Regions from separate parts of the Zea mays genome. Here region 1 is linked to region 2. Evidence: chromatin contacts called from public Hi-C data. All regions are on one chromosome and are shown on one strand. Each heading gives the region's core, a stretch centred on a gene start, on an enhancer-like site or on the middle of the called end of the contact. The rest is flanking DNA. Distances are from core to core; before and after follow the strand shown.

Evidence for each region. Hi-C and Micro-C count contacts between places; a contact is called where the count stands out from the background.
Region 1: a Hi-C map of endosperm shows a contact between it and region 2, with 6 times the contacts expected there. The contact joins the promoter of LOC103650144 here to the promoter of LOC100284892 in region 2. A contact is called at or near these places in 2 of 25 Hi-C or Micro-C datasets (bundle sheath and endosperm).

Annotation. Positions count from the first base shown.
Region 1 is chr3:61,340,519-61,343,972 of Zm-B73-REFERENCE-NAM-5.0, forward strand. LOC103650144 (neutral/alkaline invertase 1, mitochondrial) reads left to right here and starts at 2,095. Exons shown (of 6, transcript XM_008675791.2): 1 at 2,095-3,454. The coding sequence starts at 2,825. It overlaps LOC103650143 (a long non-coding RNA gene), which reads right to left and starts at 1,572. Exons shown (of 3, transcript XR_002268359.2): 1 at 1,101-1,572; 2 at 991-1,028; 3 at 1-872.
Region 2 is chr3:61,089,642-61,093,335 of Zm-B73-REFERENCE-NAM-5.0, forward strand. It overlaps LOC100284892 (alpha-L-fucosidase 2), which reads left to right and starts at 1,504. Exons shown (of 5, transcript NM_001370684.1): 1 at 1,504-2,101; 2 at 3,503-3,688. The coding sequence starts at 1,711.

The sequences.
Region 1 (3,454 bases), core at 845-3,344, 250 kb after region 2:
ATAGAATGTCAAGACAAAATATGGTTCAACAGCAATCCTAGTCTTGTACCAAGATTTCGGCTTATTTGCAAAGGAGATACGAGATTTGCAAGCACAACTAAAGGTAAGATTTATTCAAAAAATCTGTTTGATTTATCTAGTATACAACTAGAAACACAAATAAGTCTAGTATGCAACTAGAAGACATATTATGAAATAAATAAGTAGTGTTACATGAACATCCTTTTTGCCAGGGTTTGTAATTGGTTGCAAATTACAGGACTACATACAATTGAAACCCGAGCTAAGCTTTGACAGATAAAATACCAGCAACTAACATGGTAGAGGTAAAAATAACTTTTGGAGTATCAAAAAGACTACAAGCTAGCGGCAACAAAAAATGGGTTACTAACATCTCTGTAACACTTGCTACATAGGTGTTAGTTAGCCATACAAATTTCTAAAATTCTAAAAATAAATGTAAAATCTAGTAATTAAAATTAGAGGAATTCTATCTTCTAACAAAGGAAACAATAACAAACTAAGTAAATCTAAAGCGGGCTACAAAAAACTAATTGAAATGACCTTAAACAGTGTCCCGGTTCGCACAGAAAATATTCCTAGCTCTAAGTTCACCAAAATAAAGGAACATGCCAAGTCCAAGACACAGATTAGTTTCATTGTGATGCCCTCTATACAAAAAGGATTTCCAATTGATACAATGCCAACTCGTAAATTTCGCAAGGAAAAGTTGGGACCATGTTTGACAAGGCACGTCAGATCTTTCAGTAAACCATATCAAGGAAAGCTGGCAGATCTGGACTAGGCAAGTAAATCCCCTTTATATTAGCTTTCTTGTCATGAAAATTTCCACACAATAACCACGCATGGACCTGGCCACAAATGAATTCCAGTCAGTGTTATGATCCAAGCTGAGCCATTACCTGCTAGCATATCTCCCCACTAGGACTCCCAACAAAGCAAAGTTGAACCTGTTCTTTAATTCAATACCTAGAGACTTGAAGACTCCTAACACGAAGAAGCTCGATCTATCCAACAAGACAAGAAAAAAACGTAAACAAAAAGCAACCATACAGAGTGAATGTGCAGGATCTACTTACCACGATGCTGATGAACACGACCTTCTCGTTCTCGCTGCATCAGGGGCCCTTCCTCGTCGTCCGCGCATCGCCATCGAGCAGCTCATCACTCCTCCAGCACCCTGCCCCTTCTTGGACCCAGGGCACGACACCATTCTTGATGTCTGGGAGGGAGGGATCGGCGACCACCCCTTGCGTCGTCCGAGGGGGAGATGAGGTGAATGGGGATAGGAGGATGAGTGGCGGCGAGGGCGTGCATGGAGACAGCGAGGGCGGGTTCTGCGATGCGTGCGGAGGAATGGCGACGACGGATGTGGGATGGAGAGCGGTTAGGTTTTTGTGGCTGGGTGTGATAACAATTCGATGGGTGGATTTTGTGTGTGTGCGCGTGGGGGTTACACATGCACAATATGGAGGTCGGACCCGTGCGGTGCGTGCAGGCGCACCTGGTCGGCTGTTCTGTGGTCAGGGCTTTCTTTAGTTAGAAAGAGGCCAGGGCTTCAAATATATAAACTATATATATATATATATATATAACATACGATAAATTTTGTTTTAATAAAGCACAAAATATATGTTTTCTATTGATTAGGTGAATATAGTGCCAACAACAAGGTTTAGAACACTCAATTATACATAATTTCACCTTATTTTTTTACATAAACTCTCCTATTATAGCAGTATAGAAGAGATTATAAAATTGCGGGTTGATTATAAAGAAATGTAGGATTTTTTTAAAAAATATTGACACGGGACGACCGTTGAAACTGATGATTTAATATAGTAAATAAAAGATATACACGGTGCTAATTTAAAATTATACCATGAATTTCTAAGCATGAGAAAAATACATTACCCAAACACGATTTTCACGATGGTAATTTCATCCAGCCCTACAGCCAAAAGAAGGACAATGACCACCATTTCTCCATTTAGCCAATGGGCATGCTGCATGCAGGGAAAAAACTTCAGAAACGTGACCTTTAAATCCAAGGTGGACCCCACCAGCTACCGCGCGATCTTTTATGAGCTGTCTGGTTGCTTTTGCTTGCAACATTTTAGACCTCGCCGGCGGTATATAACATTATTAGCATTTTTATGTGGTTGGTTACATGTACACTATCATTGACCTGGGAAAACAGATGCAAGCGAGGCTCTCTAGCCTGGTGTGCCATAGGCCCATAGAAAGCGGGTGACTTTAAACTCGTTCTTTTATTATATATCTTTTAGTTAAGATATTTAATTATCAAACTGATTTTGCTTTTATGTTTTTAACATGGTAGGAACAAAACTTGATCACACTTGTTATATAAATTTAAATATTAATTTTATTTATATCACTTTTATATACTCATAAATGCAGCCAAACATAAATTATATCTGATTTGTAGAAGCTCCAACAAGTCAATAACCCACCAAAGAAAGGCTCTTGCTGTCAGTATTGCACATGCTGGACCTGCCTAAAAGGAGCCTGCCTCCTCAAATATACAAGCCACGGTGGCCAGGCTCCGAGAAAAGGAAATCAAACAGCCCCTATAAAAAAAAGCCTGGCTCCCTCCCAGCTCTCCTCTGCCTTATGCTCCCCAGTCCCCACCTAACCCAAACCGAACCGGCCCTTCGCACTTCCGCAGAACGAGCACTCGTGGACCAAATATTTGGCACAAGTTAGCTTTGCCTGTTTCTTGCGTGTAGATCCCTCAAGGTTTCTCCGCCGCGCGCCCGTGCCCTTCGCCGGAGCTTGCCATATGAATGGTCAAACCCCGATGGGGCTCGCCGCCGTAGCAGTGAGGCCGTGCTGCAGCCGCCTCATCTCGTCCGCCTCCGCCGCCGCGGCGTCAAAGACGGCGGCGGGCACCGCGACCTCGCTCTTCCCCAGATTGCCCCACCCGCACCACCCCCCGTACGGCCGGCGCCTCCCCTTCCTCGTCTCCGCGGCGTCGCAGTCGCAGGCCGGCCCGGGCACTCCTCCCACCCCTGTACCAGCCCCCGTCCCCTCCGACCCCCGCGCTGCCGTTTCCGGCAACCTTCCTTTCTTCGACCGCGTCCTCTTTCCCGACTCGTTCCCGCTTGAGACCCCGCCCTCCAAGGAGGAGGAGGACGCGGCAGCGCTGCAGACCGATGAGGCCGTGGCGCCGGCCGTCCCCTTGAGGGAGGAGACGGAGACAGAGAGGGAGGCGTGGAGGCTGCTGCGGAGGGCGGTCGTCAGCTACTGCGGCGAGCCCGTGGGGACGGTGGCGGCGGAGGACCCCGAGTGCACGGAGATGCTCAACTACGACCAGGTCTTCATCAGGGACTTCGTGCCCTCCGCGCTCGCCTTCCTCATGCGCGGCGAGACCGAGATCGTCCGCAACTTCCTCCTCCACACCCTCCAGCTT
Region 2 (3,694 bases), core at 254-2,753:
GATCTCATAGAGTGGCGGGGGTTTTGTTTTTGTTGGCAACAATAATTGAAAGTCCGATGTGACTCGGCAACACTGTCAAGTTAGACGGGACGACTCGAGCGCGGACTGATTGGTGGAATCGAGTAGTGTATGGTTGGGTTGCGATGGGCGAAGAAGGGGCCGGGGGGTCCGTTCAAGGACGACGCTGATCTTTCCCGATTTCGGACACGTCCAAAAGGACCCTCTCCCTGCACAGAGCACAACACATGGGCAGGCGCTGTTGGGCCGCCTCACCTCGAGCGACGTCGACGTACCTTCTTGCTGCGGTTGGGACCTACCTAGCTTCTCTCCCGAGTCCGGACGGTTGAAACCCTCGCAAGCTGTCTGCCCATCACCGTCGGCCGGCTACTTTACCAGCTCTCCCGAGACCCCGCCGGTGCCGGTGGAAAAACAAAAAAACTGCTAGCTCGGTCGCATCTAGCTTGGTACGTTGATTGCAAAGTGACATCGCAACCGCCGTGCCGCTCGCTCTGTCTTGGTGGGGCCCCCCGAGCGTACGTCACGCTTGCACTTGGCATCTCGCGCGCGCTCTGGCCGAAGCAGTCGCCATGACGGACAAGGAATGCGTTTCCGTGCGTCCAAGGAGGCCACGACAGATCGATAAAAAACCTTCCTGCTGGTTCCAGTTCCAGCCAGCGTCGTGTCGTGTGGTGCCACCGGGCGTAAACCTAAACCGTAGGGCTCACTCTTGTCTTGTGTATAAATATAAAGTCGCTCTCGAGCACGACGAATGCGCGTCATGCGGTGCCACAGGACGCGCGCAGCCCGCTCTCCTCCGTCTGCGCGCGCACGAGCGGAGCGGCCACTGTCGTGCTCGCGATGGCGTTGTTGCTTGCTGCTCCCGCCACAGGACGGGACGGCGGTGCCCACTATAGCTTATAGCTATATACGCGGGAGCTTCCGATCTGTACTCCTACATAAGCACAGTCGACAGGTCGATCGGTATCCGCGGTCCTGCGCCATTAACAAGTCACACGGGGCCGGACGGGTGGTGGGCGCGCCCCGGCACCTACCTGATGATGTCGTCCCGTCCCTCCCCTCCCGCGCCGCCGTCGGTCCCCGAGGCAGCAAGCGAAGCCGATCAGATGCGCCGTCGCCGTTCCGCCCTCGCGCGCGCGCGTCGCGCATCCAGCCTTTATTACTCCAAATGCTTGGAGTATATCGCAAAAACCATCATCAACAGACCCCGCCACCCCACCAACCGCCCTTGACTCCAAGCATGGCGCCATAGATGCCAGCGGAGGGTCCTGATCGATTCATAAACACGCGCGTTAATGCATCGCCTTTCTCCGCGCGCTTGGCCTTTTCCTTTTCCTTTTCTTTTCTCCCCACCACCATTGTTGTATTGTATCGCTCCGTCGGTTCGTCGTCGTGCGACGTCTCGTCATCTCCCGACAACGAGGAGATGCTATGCTGCTACTACTACGGTACTACCTACTGTGGGAAAAAAGGCTGAGGCCACACCTCAACCTCTCAACCTCAACTGCTGCATGCCGCCTATACATACTACGCACGCAGTCGCGCCCGGCCCTGCACTGCACTGCACGGGCGCGGCGGGAGATCGAGAGGAGACTTTGCTCGCTTTTGGTGGGCATCCGCGCGGAGCGTGACCACAGACGGTGTAGAGACTAGATAGATCGGAAGGGGATCTAGGCATAGAGAGCGAGGAGGATGACCGGCGTTGTTGCAGGCGCCGGAGGGGGCAACAAGGCGGCGGGCGCCACGCTGCGGCTGCACCACTACCTTGTGATGGCCGGGGTGGCGGCGGCGTTCGTCCTCGCCTGCCTCCGGTACGCGCCGGACCCCGCGGGGTACGGCTTCCTGGCCGTGGCGCCGCGGCCGGTGGAGGCCGATGCTGGTGCCCGGCGGGACACCACTCCTCCACCGCGCCCGTCGTCGTCGTCGTCGTCGGTGGTCATCTTCAACTTCGGTGACTCCAACTCCGACACGGGCGGCATGGCGGCGGTCAACGGGATGAACATTAACCTGCCCGAGGGACGCACCTTCTTCCGCCGCCCCACCGGAAGGCTCTCCGATGGCCGCCTCGTCATCGACTTCATCTGTGAGTAGCTAGTTCTCACTTCGTTCCTTCCACGATCGTCGCGAGCTCAAACTGGTACGACATAGACGTGCTTTCCCCACGCCACGCTTGGAATTCAACTTCAAGCAAGCGCAGTAAAATCCTTCACTTTTTTTTTGCCTCCTCCATTTTCTTTTTTTGTAAACTCTCCATCAGATCCTACATAGACTGAGTACTGAAACACACCACCAATGAACGGTTTGGATTTCTCTCTAAACTCTAAACGAGAGGTTTAGATGCATAGTTTAAAATTAGCTCTAAACTTTACCTCGCCTTCTATTATTACACTAGAGCTTTATTAGAGATTAAAAATAAACTAAATATTCTAATAAAATAATTAAGGCTCTAAAGTTCAGTGTGGAGAACCAAACAGACCTTCAACTGTCGGATCAAGTAGACCGCTAGGTACGTCCAGCACTCCAGCTTGTTTGTGCGCAGAAAAGAAATATATAATGGTGACTGTTATCTTCTAAATAAAAGGCTAAAAAGAAACAAATGGGCTTTTTCGCGATGCAAGTGGAGGAAAGATGATGAAATTAAAGGACGTTGACGTAGCATGCATCGGCCATAGTGGGATTTGAAAAAAAGAGGTTTATGTCGGCCCGAAGGTACATGTGCGTACTCCGTCCGTCGCTATTTAAGTGTGGCCCGTGACAATCATGCCAATTATTTTTTTTCGCCTCGACTCCGACTAGATTTATAGAAAAATATTTACGACAATTTATATCTCCGAATAAACGTATTATTAAAGACAACAAACTATCTAATTAAGGGTAGTGATTATGTACTGGTACTCAATGATTATATACTATAAATATGAATATTTTAGAATCAAGGCCCTGTTTCAATCTAACTGGATAAATTTTAGTTAGCTTAATGCTAAACTTTAACCATATAAATTGAAATGCTAAAGTTTAGTTCCTTGGTGTGTTTGGACTACTCTAATAAAGTTTAGCATATTGGAATAAAAAGACACATATGCTCCTAATACGGAGAGAGAGGAAATGAGGTTAGAGGGCATGGGTGGAAAATGGGGTTCCCTGTCCCACATTTAGCTACTTTTAGCACCCCTTGAGCAGCTTATGAGATAATATGTGCTAAATTTTATCACACCATTATTAGTTCTCCTGTTTAGATCACTAAATGGCTAAAAGTAGTTAAAAAAAGCTGCTAAAGTTTATCTAGTGGGATTGAAACTGGAACTAAGTGCGATTGATTTGTCGGGAAGAACCATAGGTAAAAAAAAGAAAAAGAGTGAGTACATCTCTGCACAACATAGGTAAAAAAAAAGATCATTAGTTCTTCACCTTTTCTTTTTCAAGAGGAAATTTTTACCATGCTACAGTTTGTTGGACAGATCTATAATTGGGTTTTGGCATGCAGGTGAGAGCCTGCACACGCCTTTCCTGAGCCCATACCTCAAGGCGCTGGGCGCGGATTTCAGCAACGGCGTGAACTTCGCCATCGGCGGCTCGACGGCGACGCCGGGGGGCTCTCCATTCTCGCTGGACGTGCAGCTCCATCAGTGGCTCTACTTCAGGGCCAGGTCCATGGAGATGATCAACCTAGGTCTGT